Linked DNA regions of Mus musculus: regions 1, 2 and 3 are each linked to region 4. The links are chromatin contacts, called in public HiChIP or PLAC-seq maps. All regions are on one chromosome and are shown on one strand. Each heading gives the region's core, a stretch centred on a gene start, on an enhancer-like site or on the middle of the called end of the contact. The rest is flanking DNA. Distances are from core to core; before and after follow the strand shown. Region 1 overlaps Tead1 (TEA domain family member 1). Region 2 overlaps Tead1 (TEA domain family member 1). Region 3 overlaps Tead1 (TEA domain family member 1). Region 4 overlaps Parva (parvin, alpha).

Region 1 (3,043 bases), core at 385-2,884, 390 kb after region 4:
GTCAGCAGAAAGGGGTGGCCTCCTGCCAGCACAGAGGCAGGCAGGCACTGTCTGCTGGGGATGCACCCAGCCATGGCCCTCATCAAGGCAGAGAATCAGAAGCGACTCTGGGTGCAAATGAGTAACAGCGGGAGCCAGATGAAGGAGCGAAGAGGATGGGGGAGCCCTGCTTCCCTGGAAACGGGAAGAAAGGGAATTATCGAAACTCAAAAGACATTTGACTACCAAAAGATCTTTAATAATCTGGAGTCACTGGAGAGTTAGAAATGAGGTGACTGCCACAAAGCCCAAGTCACTGAACTTGTAATGGGAAGGTTCAGAGTCTCCCAATGCAGACACCGCGCTCTCCTTCCATCTCAAGTGCTGAACTGGCCTGTTGGCCAGCACGCTCTGCTCACTTGCCCAGTGACCCCTTCACGGGGGGATCTTCTAAATGTAATCAAGTCCCACTGAAATCGATGCGGTTTTGCTTGCCCAGTGGAATCACTGTGTTAGAGGCCTGTCTGGCAGTTTTTCCACACCCAGCATCACCCTCGGGGTGCCTGTTGGCCACAGTTGGCGACACCACTCTAGTGTTGTTCAGCAAAGCTGAGTGGTTTTTCAGACCAGATTTTTAACTGGCTGGCTGGTTGTATTCACACATCTCTTTTTGTAATAATATGCAGATCCACTTGGCTCCCAGGCGATTCCCAAAAGTGTGGAAGGATTAAAGACATTTTAAGGGGTTGGGGTGGGCGGGGAGGCTCTGCTAACTGGGTCCCATTTTTCTTTGAGATCTAATTTATGTGCCGGTATTATTTCAGCATTTGCCACAGAATCTAGAGTCCTCCAGGAGATCAGAATCCAGCTCACAGCCTCAGCTTTGATTCTGTAGAGCATGCTAATTTATGGACAGTCCTCTCTAAATTGAGGAAGGGGAATTTTCTTTCTCTCCCGATACTGAGATGCTGTAAATATTTTAATTTATCTCTACCCCCGCCTTTTTAAAAATTTCATAAAGAAAGCATCCCTCCTCTCTCTTCTTATGGCTCTCCAAATAAGGTTTTTCCCAGCACCCACCTCTCATCTCTCTGGGTGGGAACATGGAGACGAGCCTGCCTAAAGTTCTGAATCAAGTCACTGCCACGAGGACCCTGTCCATAGAGCTTTAGAGAGGTGCTGGGGGCTTGGTGTCTGGCTGGGACTGTATGTTCCTAACTGCAGAGCTTCGTTGAGATGCAAATAACCTCCCCTACCCCACCCCTCCCAAGGAATAGCGATTTTATATTTGATTTCCTTTTTTTGTTTTTGTTTTTGTTTTTTTTTGTTTTCTTTTTTTCTCGTTTTGTTTCCCCCGCATAAACCCGAAAAATGTAGGTGTCTAGTCATATACAGGTCTTAGCAAGAAAGAAAGTTCGAGAAATTCAAGCCGCCATTAAGGTACGTCTGGCTTGCCCAGTTGTAGGGGGCTTTTCATCTCCATGGTTACAGGCTTTTCCTTTGTTTTCCTCCCTTCCCCTACCCTGCAGGTGTCTAGTCACATTCAGGTTCTTGCCAGAAGGAAATCTCGTGATTTTCATTCCAAGCTGAAGGTATGCGCTTTTCTGCTTTTTGGCTCGTGGTTGCTATGCACCTCACTTCCTGTTTTCCATGGTGACTGGTGAATGCCTGGCGCTGGGATTCTTGTAACCTAGCTTCCTAGCATGTGAGGGCTGTTTACATTTCTTTGTGTCTAATCTCTCTGTTTTTGTACGGGCCTCACGTTAAACTCTGTGTGTGCGCGAGTGTGTGCAAGTTTCCCAGTAACAACGCAATCGCAGTCGCAGCAGAGAGCTGATCTCAATAACTTCAGCACAGAAATGCAATTAAAAGAAGAAAAGAAAAAGAAAAAGAAAAAAAAAATCTTCTAATAACTGTCCTGTAGCAATTTGAGAATCAGCTAATGGATAGTCTAGTATAACCTTAAAAATAAAATAAAATAAAAATAACTGAAAAGGATGAAATTGTCTCCAGTTGTTGTGAAATGACTTTTATAATACATTTAGCACTGATTCTAATTTATGGTTTTGGATTTTTAAAAAAAAAAATTAATGTATCTTTTTTTTTTTTAAAAAGGGCTGGAGAGATGGCCCAGAGAACCCTGGTTTAATTCTCAGAATCCTTATAGCACCTCACAATTGTCTATAACTTGAGTTCCAGGGGATCCAATGCCATTTTCTGGCCTCTGCCAGCAAAACACACATATACATAAGATAAATAATAGTAATTTGAGAAAATACATTTTTATATGTATCTCCTTCAACACAAATTGTCTTCCACATTGTCTGATATGCTGTTTTTTTAGTGGGTCTCCTTAGTAGAGAAAGCTAAACCAGACACTGTGGCTTATACCTGTGATCCCCGTAGAAAAGAGGCAGGGAGGGGCTGGTGAGATGGCTCAGTGGGTAAGGGCACCCGACTGCTCTTCCGAAGGTCTGAAGTTCAAATCCCAGCAACCACATGGTGGCTCACAACCACCCGTAATGAGATCTGGTGCCCTCTTCTGGTGTATCTGAAGACAACTACAGTGTACTTACATATAATAAATAAATAAATCTTAAAAAAAAAAAAAAAAAAAAAAAAAAAAGAAAAGAGGCAGGGAGCATGGCTACAAATTTATAATGAGATACCATCTCAAAAATACAGAAGAGAGCGCTGGCATGGTGGTGCATGCCTTTAATCCCAGCACTCAAGAGGCAGAGGCAGGTGGATATCTATGAGTTCCAGGCCAGCTTGGTTCACAGAGCCAGTCTAGGACAGCCAGGGCTCTGTTACACAGAGAAACCTTATCTCAAAAAACAAAATAAACACAGAAAAGAGAGAAATAAAGAAATCTGCAGATATGGCCACAGGCAAAAACAAAACAATAAGACAAAACCTAACGATGGTCTTGAAGATAAGATAATCAAGCCTGCTTCATGTTGAGCTTTTTTTTTTTTTTAAATATGGGGCACCATTTATAACCAAGAACCATCCACAGTAAGAAATAACTAAATACAAATTTAAAAATTAAGGCACTGATCAT
Region 2 (2,940 bases), core at 149-2,648, 290 kb after region 4:
TTGTACTAAAATATTCTTTATAAAAAATAATCTTTCTTATTTTGAGCATTTCCAGTAGTTCCTTATTTAGAATATTGCTGTGTTGTAGAATACTCGTTATCCCTTTGTTTTAACATAAAACATAAACCAGCTACAAAGCCATGTGACTTTTGGGGGTCCTTCCCCCCATCAAAAGTTAAAAGGAAATCTTGGAGCCAGGCAGTACATGCTCATGATCCCAGTACTCAGAAGGTAGAGACTTAGTAACCAGGAGTTCAAGGCCAGTCTTGACTACATAATATGTACAACCAAAGGCTCTCCTAAGCTGCATGAGGACCCCAAGAATATGAAGAAAGCTAAACCCAAAAACGAAATCCAAAACTTAGGGTTCCTTTTTTTAAAATCTTAGACACTGAGAGTGTGATCTGTTCACGCCCCCATTTTGGGAGTCTCCCATGCTTATTGGAGTTAGCTCAGCCTTCCTGGTATTCCCAGTTTCTTTCCCACTTGTGGGGTTTCAGTGGTAGACTTAATCTGCCCAATGGATGGCCTGGTCTTGAGGGTTACCTGCCTGGTCCAAAGGAGAGACTTGGTGCTGGGTCCACACCCACCCACTTATAAAACAGTTTCCAGGAGCCAATTAAAGAGGCCGTGTGGGGAGCAAACTGAGATGAAAGAGTGATGGATGGAGAATCAATAATGTGCGAACTCTGAGGAGTGATTGAAGTTCACTTTATTTGAAATGGCCAGGCTGGGCCAGACCACATCAAGCTGGCTGTGCACCTGTGCGCACGAGGGCAGCGGCACGGGAGTGAACTTTGAATTCATTTTAGAAAGGAACAGAACAGCGAATAAATGCCTTTTTACTAGCATTTTCTTTCTTGAAGGCCTGCCTCTCCTCCTGCAGACCTAATTAGCTTTGTGGTGCTGGAATTTGGTTTTGAGAACATTACATTAAAGCTGAGCAGCATCAGGGATTTGTAGAGTTGGCAATCCTTGTACAAACCTTTGACTCAAATCTGACTTTCATGTATGCTGTTGAAAGAAAACCGTCTCTCCAGCTTGCCCCTGAAACAGTTTTCAAAAGCACCTTCCAAATGGTCAAGTATCACAGAGATGGAGTTCCTCTGGCTTCTGAGGGAGGGAGTTAGAGATTGTGAGGTCCACAGTGGAGATGTGGAGAAGGCAGGTAGGAATTCTGCAGTCTCTCTCTCACCGTGGGGATTCTTTCCTACACTCACTCTAACGCCTGCCTCCTTTCCTCCCCGGCTCCTTTCTCACCTCCTGAACACTTCCCTCCCGCACTTGGCAGGGGTGTCGACTGGCCTGCTGTTATTTTTGTAGTAACCTGATACTTAGAGCAGCCCCCTGGCCTCGGGACTCAGACTGAGTTGAAAATGGTGCTTGGGTCCGTGCTGTTGCAGTCACCCAGGCAGAGCAGCTGCCTTGGGGGAGGGGCCGGGTCACTAGCGAGGACTTCAGATCACTGCTTAGCGGGGCCCTACTGGGATAGGAGGTGGGGGCTCAGCCTTGAAGCCAAGACTGGAAGGATTAGTTATTGAATACAGTTGGGGTTTGGGGAAATGAGGAATATTTTTAAGTCAGCAAGTTACTGCTTTTGTTCTGTGGGTCTAGTCTAGGTAGGGTATGCCTGAATCAATCCTTGAAATTTGTTTGGTGAGGAGAGATTTTGTGTGCACCACATACTCCCCTGCCCCTCCCACCTCACCCCCACCCTCTACCCCCTACCCCCTACTCCTTGTCTCAGTGTTCAGCCCAAGCAGGCCGGGAAGTGCAGTCCAGCCTCTTCCTCTTGAGTTCTAGGATTACAAGCTAGTACCACCAAGCCTGGCTTGGTTTCTTAAAAGTCATAAAAAAGAATTAATGCCTGATGTTTAAATAAATTGGATGGTTATTTACTGAATTGTGTTAGGTGCTAGGAGGGGTGCAAAACTGAATGGAAAATAGTTCCTGCCTCTGAAAATTGGTTATACAGAGGTGACACATATTTAAGCTGTAATTATCAAATATTGTTATATGCGTTTATTCAGTAGTTGCTTGAGAATCCTGCAGCAAAGTCAAGATGCATGAACACTCAGGTGGGTGGCTCACACCTGTAATCCCAGCACTGAGGGGGCAGAGGCAGGCAGATCTCTGAGTTTGAAGCCAGGATGGTCAGCATAGCCCACTCCAGGTCCTGCAGTGCTATAAACTGAGTCTCTAAAAAGAAAAAAGTGTGTTCACACTAGTCTGTATGCATCAAGCTAAAGCAGTGCACAGCTGCCTGTTGATGGCAGAGACGTACAATTTATTAAGGATTTATAATAATCCTTATGATAGGATTGTTTATTTATGCCATCTCACTTATTCTTTACCATGGTGATAATATTTTAACTTTGAAGAAAAAGCTAGAGGACAGTTAGTTGTTAAGTGCAGAATTAAAAGTTCACATAGACTATGTGTTCACTGAGTAATTCATTGTCACAGAGAGAGACAATAGTCACTCTCTGCTGTGTTTTTGGTTAGCTCATGCTTTAGTTGCCTTTGCTGGCCTTCTAGCATAGCACCCTAGAGAGGTGAGGCTTGAGTCACCACACTGTCACTCTCAAACTCTCTTTAGGGACCAGGGGAATATGCTGGAACAATGAAGACAAAGTTGGGTGAGCAGTTATTGGAGCTGAGTAACTGCCCCTTCCCCCAGCAAAATTAGTTCACACCTTTGGCTGTTCAAACAAGCCACCTGTGTAAACTGTCTCCCCAAGTTGTCTCTCTCATGCATTTGTAAATTTGGAATGCTTAAGAAATACACCCCATTGTTATTCCTGAGACAATGTAGGAGTTTTCCTGGTCTCAGACCACACTGAAAATGCTTTTGATTTAAAAACTGGCTTCACATTGATAAAATAATCTTATCCTTTTCCCCTCTAAACAGATACACATTTGTGCATATACATTTCCAAA
Region 3 (3,151 bases), core at 59-2,558, 370 kb after region 4:
AACACATATACACACGGGAGGGAGGGAGGGCAAAAGCATACAGTGTATTCAGATGTCTTTTTTGTCTTTGAGTTCTGGTAAATCAGGCTGTTGCCACCCCTCAAACCATCAACTCAACTATAACACACAGAAAGAAAAACCAGACTAGTGTTAATCACAAGAGCCTATTATGCTCATATATAGCTTGTCATAACACATTATAATATTACAGCAAATACATTTAACTCATTGAAAGTCCTCAGGAGGCTCCTAACTCCTTTCAGATTGTTCTCTGAGCCTCTCCTGAGAGGTCTAGTTGCAAAGCCTTGTGAACCTGCCAGGCCACTTTTGCCAAAACCCAAGATTTAGAATCCCCCTTTAGGGGGGAAAATCACTGCACTGTTTGCTAGTACTTAAAAGTCTGTCTGGTTTTGTTAGCACCTGCAAACAGGAAGTTGAGATTTGAGGAGAAACTTTTGGCAGTATACAACAAGCTTGCTGGCAAGCGAGAGTCTCTGTTACCATGGAAACTACACTGCCACCTCCTGCTTTAATGGAGAATTGGTGGACTTCCGGAGGCACTCTTGTTCAGGCCTGTAAATCTTTCCGGAGAAATTAAGGTTGACTTTTAAGACATTTCTCCGTTCTCTACCAGGCATCTCTTACCCTCACCCAAGCTCTTCATGAACCCAAGAAACTGTGCGCTGCTTCAGTGCCTGGCAAAAGTGTCTATAGTCTGTTTCCTTTCCCTCATGTTTAAATCACGTATATTCCCACCCGTCTTTATTCCGTAAAAAGTTACTGTGCTGCCTATTATAATTATGCGGATTGAAAGATAAAGGAAGAAGGTCTGGGGCATCATGCACACTATGGTTGGAACACCTGATGCTAGAGGGTTGTTCGACCTGTAAACCTTCCCTGACTTGAACTGCTCTAAACTTTCTCTAACCCTCGGTTTCTTCTCATTCCAATGAGACACCTTAAGATAATGCCTTAGCTGTTTTTAAAGTAAACCAACCTGATTTCACTAAGCAAGTCTTTTTTTTCATCCAGGCAGATGAGAGATACTTGCAGGTTGCTTTCAGCTCCCTGGACGCCCCTCCCCCACAGCCCCACTCCTCTCCCCCCCCACCCCCCCAGCTAATTGTTTATCTGGGAGAATGCAAATGGTGGTTTTAAGTCTTCTAAGTCATCCATCATGCCTGGCAGCCTCCATTGTCTCAGTTTTGGGTTTGAGCCAAGTCAGACTCTTTCTGTTGGTAGAGGGGGTGGGGTGTGGGATTCGCTCACCAGGCTCTGCCAGATCTGTTCCTGTGGAGCTGAGCCCTGGTGTGAGTCAGGGCCCTGCAGGCATGTCCATCCTGCCTGTGCATTGGGAAAAGGAACTCAGGGCTCCTCGTTTTCTTAGGTCACATTAATAGGAAGTAGCTCCTCATTTCAAGTGGAAGAGGCGGGGCTTGCTCTCGGTGTCATAGTTCCTGTTAGCTTTTTCATTCATTTTGTGGATGTAATAAAATTCTGTTTATAGTCAGCTACAAAGTGAGTAATTGCCGTGCAGCCAATGAAATTCAATATAGGTTTGTCGCGGTTTTTTGAATTTTAATTAAACCAGTCTTCAAGTAAATGAGAAATGCTGCCGCTTTTGTTGTGACAAGTGGCATTGACAAAATATTAATCTAATGGTTTATTTGTCAGCAGCCTCCAGGGGTGTGTTTTTTTTTTTTTTTTTTTTTTTTTTTTTTTTTTTTTTTTTTAAAGATTTATTTATTTATTATATGTAAGTACACTGTAGCTGTCTTCAGACACTCCAGAAGAGGGCGTCAGATCTTGTTACAGATGGTTATGAGCCACCATGTGGTTGCTGGGATTCGAACTCCTGACCTTCGGGAGAGCAGTCGGGTGCTCTTACCCACTGAGCCATCTCACCAGCCCCTCCAGGGGTGTGTTTTGTTTGTTGTTTCAGTTTGTTCTTTCTAAAGCGCACAGGGAAGAATAAGCTCTTTAAAACTCCATGAAATGAAAACTCCATGTATGGAATATTCCATCACTGATAACTCGCCAGCCACAATTGCATGTGTCTCTTTTATGGCACGGAAAAAATTTTATGTTTTTAAACCAGATGTCCCTGTGGCTCACTTTTTTTTTTTTTTTTAAATGTCATTAGAACTGTAGCTGGGATAAATAACCAACTATTGCCTACAAAGCCTAATATTAAGGACTAACCAGCCCCAGTTCCTGTTACATCACTTCCTTTTTATCTTTATAAATTACCTTGTGGCTTAAAAATGACATCTTGGTGGTGGATGGGGGTTCTTTTTATGACTGAATTATTTAAGTTATTTTCTCTGGAGACTCTTGAACTTTAGTAAGCTAGAAAGAACGTAAACGTTTAAAAATGAATATTCTTTCTGTCAATCTCTTGCTCTCCCTCATGGGGCACGATTTGATGTTTGAAAGAGCAGTTTAATTTCAGATTCGGTTAGTTCTGAGTCCTTATTACAAAGCAGATTTTATTCAAATGGTAAAAAATCTTAACATTTTCTCATCTTTAGAGCTGGCCTAAAACACAAAGATTTAAGAGCAATCTCCTTTTGCCCAGTATTAGGAATCTGTGACAAGTAGAGTGACTACTACTTTCCCTTGTCAGTGAGTCCATCCATAAAGCCCACTAGTCACTTTGCACCAACACTTAGCCTGGCTGCTGCCTCCTCTGTCACCACTACCACCATCAGATTGTACAGGCGTAGGGGTTGTGTTTGGGGGTGCAAGAAAGACTATTGTTTCTAGACACCCAAGTATGGCCGCAGACAAACCCGCAGAGCAGCATGTCCGGGAGGGAGCATGTGTCTACTCAGAGCGCCAGATCAACCCCAATAGTTTTTCAGGGATGCTAACCCTCTTGTAACTGCCAAATTGGATTTGTCGCTGAATGAAGTATCAGCTGCTGCGGACAAGGCCATAAAAGCCAGCCGGCTGGCCCCTTTGTAGGCGAGGCTTAGCCAACGATTGATATGTTTTAGCACTTTCAGAATTATTGTGATTAGGAGGAAACCATTCTGAATGAGAGAGAAAAGGGGGAAGGACTTACAGTCACAGCTGGTGAGCAGCGTGTGTTTGCAAAGAGGAAGTCACCATTATGGCTTTCTCCTGGTTCCTGCCCTCAGTGAATAGT
Region 4 (2,841 bases), core at 62-2,561:
TGCTTGCAAACAAATAAAAGTATCCTATTTCAGTTTACCAGCCCCATGAATTCCTTCTTTATTATTTTTTTAGGTAGAATATAAAATAATGTATTTCATCATAGTGTATGTGTATATATATACATGTATATGTGTTATAAGACTAAACTTTGTTCATATTCCCTGTGGCTGTCTTCATCTGCCCACCTTCCTTCTGCTGGTCTCCGTTACCAACCATAAATTCTTAGAAGTAGAATTGCTGTCTCAAGTTTTTTGAGTTTGAATTTAGCTATATATGTCCAGCTTGGTATTCAGGAAGGAGATGCAGGTAGTGGGGTGGCTATAAGCAAATATCCCTATACTTTATATTTCAGGGCTAAAAACAATTGTTTTTTTTTCTTCCTATGAATTCAGTCCTGCCTTCTGCATTCAGAAGGCAAGGCAGAAAGCCTGGCATTTGCCGAAGACTCTGTATAGCAAGATTTTGTTGTTGGTTTGGAGAGAGAGAGAGAGAGAGAGAGAGAGAGAGAGAGAGAGAGAGAGAGAGAGAGAGAACGAGAATGAATCAGTATACAGTCCAGGCTAGTCATGAACTTGTCACCCTCCTGCCTCAGCCTCTGAAATTCTGTGATTATAAGCATGTGGCATCCATACCTGGTTTGATGCAGCGAAGTCTGAGGCTAGCCTAGACTACATAGTGAGATTCTGACTCAAAAAAATTAAAACTTAATACAGAATTATAACTTTTCTTGTGAAGAAGACCTGTCATTTGAGTCCCCCTGAGCTCTGGTTTTGTTGGGGATGTGCCCATACATTTCTAAGTGATGAATTCCTAAGATCCTGTCTCCAGCATTTAGTGTTCACAGACATTTCTGGAGTTCAAGGCAAAAGGCCTTTGTGTTTCTAGCATTCCCTCTTCTCCCAGGCCGACTGCCTCTGGTTTCCCAGCCTTTGCCGACTGGGCTCTCTCTTGACTTTTGGGATAAATATTTAGAGATTGTGTGTTCTTGTGGCATGCTTGCCTTTGATGCAGAGGGTCCAGGGTTCTGATTGGAGGAAGCCTCTAGCCCTATGGAGATCCAAAGCTGCCAGCCAGTCGGAGCCCCTCTGCCTCTCCAGTTCTTGCAGGCAGGCGCCCTGGAAGGTTTGCAGGGCTCTCCTGCCCTCCTGCAGTGCACTTGGCTAGAGATGAGACTTAAGACTGATTTCCTTTTAGGGATAATTGTGCAGCCAACCAGCAGCAGAAAACCCAGTGACAGGGATAATGACATCCAGGGCCTTGAGAAGGAGCAGAGAGAAGGGCAGAGTGACTCATGAGCCCCTGCATCCTCCCAGAACATTCCAAGAACTGCCTGCCTGCTGAGTTCACACCCGGAGACTATTATCCTACCAGGGGCAGCAAGGCCAACTGCTGAGTGTTAGCCCCAGGGAGGGGATTGCAGATGCCCTGGAAGGAACAGCCCTGGAGTTGAATTTCCATCTTGGGAAGGAGACACACCACACTTTCCTCTTCAGCCTAGCTTCTAGGGACTGGTCCTCTGGAGGGACACAGACCTCAGAGCTGCTTGGGCCTGGCCATATCATTTGTTTCTTTGAATGTCAGTTTTCCATCTTCTAAACAGGGATCAAAAGGCCTTGAAGCAATGTTGGGGAGCGACTGAAGAAGGGTATTGTTTGACATGAGCACAGCCTTGTCAAGAACCCCAGTGTCTCAGACCCATGGAAGTGGCAAAGCGTTCCCTGGGTGAGGCTCAGAGGATGGTAGAACCTTCCTCTTGTCCATGTGTGGATACTCACAGTCGCTCCAGAAAATGCCCACTGTAACTTTCTCCCTGCTCCGCGTGCTGATGTCCTGAAGACTGCTCCCCTACACAGGCTGCTTGTGTGGAGACTAGCTAAGCCTGCCTCCTTGTTTGCCTGTGTATAATAAACATGCTGATCGTCTCTGTCAGGCCTAATCCCAGCTTTTCTCTGTATGTGTGTATTATTTCTATACAAGGATGCAACAGAGCGGTCTCTAACACAGCTAGTAATGAGTTCATGTTGGGGTCTTGGCATGCCACACAAAAATGTGTGCTGTTACTGTGCTGGTGTTTCAACCTTCCCTTTGGCCTCACCCTCCCCTAAAGCTTGGAATATACTGTAAAGAGCTTGCAGAGGTCACAGTTATATGAAATGTATATTACACAGAAAGATAGATTCATTGGATCCCATTAAATGACTAGCTGTGAGGTAGGATTTTGCTATTTTAATTACACTTATTTACTGTATGCTGTACATGCATGAGGGGTCAGAGGACAGCTTACAGGAGTCAATTCTCTCCTTCTGCTAAGTAGATCCAGGGGACCAAACTCAGGTCATCAGCCTTGGTGGCAAGCTCCTTTACCAGCTGTGCCTCTTGGTGGCCTCAGGCTTTGCTTTTATCTCCTTCTGTGTACTGAGTTACAGAGCTGGAGTAATCAGCTCACTGTAAGTGGTGGGGCCAGCATAGCATTCAAAGCAAGGCTGTCAACTCTAGGACCTAATGTCCCCTAACCATTAGGTTATCCTGCCTCTCAGCGTATCTACGTTTCCATAGGAGAGTTTTCAAGTATGAGCCAGGAAAGGATGTTTTTCTTATTCTCTTAATTAAAACAAAACAAAACAAAACAAAACAAAACAAAACAAAGAAAAAAAACCCAACTGTTACTTTTCTCAGGATAACAAGATAACATAAAGAAATGGAACTGTATACAGGAGTCTGTGTAGATTGAGTTGGGGCAGCTTTGAGGTTCTTGATTTTTGCAGACTGGATGTCCTGGGTATATGTTTGTTCCACAGCTTGGCTTTCCTGGGGCTCCAGTTGGACAACTGGAGTCAAGC

What was found. HiChIP or PLAC-seq counts read pairs in DNA pulled down with a chosen protein or histone mark.
Region 1: an H3K27ac HiChIP or PLAC-seq map of epiblast stem cells shows a contact between it and region 4. The contact joins two enhancer-like sites. A contact is called at or near these places in 2 of 15 datasets of contacts at CTCF or cohesin (the NIH/3T3 cell line and large pre-B cells), 3 of 484 Hi-C or Micro-C datasets (cardiomyocytes, cerebellum and cerebral cortex), 13 of 115 datasets of contacts at active chromatin or transcription factors (embryonic basal ganglia, embryonic forebrain, embryonic hindbrain and 4 more) and 1 of 9 other capture datasets (adipose tissue).
Region 2: an H3K27ac HiChIP or PLAC-seq map of epiblast stem cells shows a contact between it and region 4, with 4 times the contacts expected there. The contact joins two enhancer-like sites. A contact is called at or near these places in 1 of 15 datasets of contacts at CTCF or cohesin (large pre-B cells), 5 of 115 datasets of contacts at active chromatin or transcription factors (cardiomyocytes, embryonic basal ganglia, epiblast stem cells and 2 more) and 2 of 9 other capture datasets (liver and pancreatic islet).
Region 3: a contact with region 4 is called in a FOXA1 HiChIP or PLAC-seq map of pancreatic cancer cells. The contact joins two enhancer-like sites. A contact is called at or near these places in 2 of 15 datasets of contacts at CTCF or cohesin (the NIH/3T3 cell line and large pre-B cells), 5 of 484 Hi-C or Micro-C datasets (muscle stem cells, myocytes, nephron progenitors and 1 more), 15 of 115 datasets of contacts at active chromatin or transcription factors (astrocytes, embryonic basal ganglia, embryonic forebrain and 10 more) and 2 of 9 other capture datasets (embryonic stem cells and embryonic tail).

What each region holds. Positions count from the first base shown.
Region 1 is chr7:112,840,532-112,843,574 of GRCm38.p6, forward strand. Tead1 (TEA domain family member 1) reads left to right here. Exons shown (of 13, transcript NM_009346.4): 4 at 1,509-1,571. Among named protein-coding and RNA genes, the nearest start is that of Rassf10, 110 kb to the right of the region's middle. Within about 2 kb of position 1,635, at least 98 of the 459 cell types and tissues checked have an H3K27ac peak or open chromatin away from gene starts, as enhancers often do. A contact at or near this core is called in adipose tissue, embryonic stem cells, epiblast stem cells and 1 more, where this site is marked.
Region 2 is chr7:112,742,488-112,745,427 of GRCm38.p6, forward strand. The region is part of intron 1 of Tead1 (TEA domain family member 1); the gene reads left to right. Among named protein-coding and RNA genes, the nearest start is that of Tead1, 65 kb to the left of the region's middle. Within about 2 kb of position 1,399, at least 114 of the 459 cell types and tissues checked have an H3K27ac peak or open chromatin away from gene starts, as enhancers often do. A contact at or near this core is called in epiblast stem cells, pancreatic islet and stem cell-derived neural progenitor cells, where this site is marked.
Region 3 is chr7:112,822,558-112,825,708 of GRCm38.p6, forward strand. The region is part of intron 2 of Tead1 (TEA domain family member 1); the gene reads left to right. Among named protein-coding and RNA genes, the nearest start is that of Rassf10, 130 kb to the right of the region's middle. Within about 2 kb of position 1,309, at least 137 of the 459 cell types and tissues checked have an H3K27ac peak or open chromatin away from gene starts, as enhancers often do. A contact at or near this core is called in the NIH/3T3 cell line, embryonic stem cells, epiblast stem cells and 3 more, where this site is marked.
Region 4 is chr7:112,452,795-112,455,635 of GRCm38.p6, forward strand. All of the region lies in intron 1 of Parva (parvin, alpha), which reads left to right. Gm45998 (a long non-coding RNA gene) reads left to right here. Exons shown (of 2, transcript XR_001778261.2): 1 at 1-2,841. Among named protein-coding and RNA genes, the nearest start is that of Gm45998, 2.8 kb to the left of the region's middle. Within about 2 kb of position 1,312, at least 116 of the 459 cell types and tissues checked have an H3K27ac peak or open chromatin away from gene starts, as enhancers often do. A contact at or near this core is called in the NIH/3T3 cell line, adipose tissue, embryonic stem cells and 5 more, where this site is marked.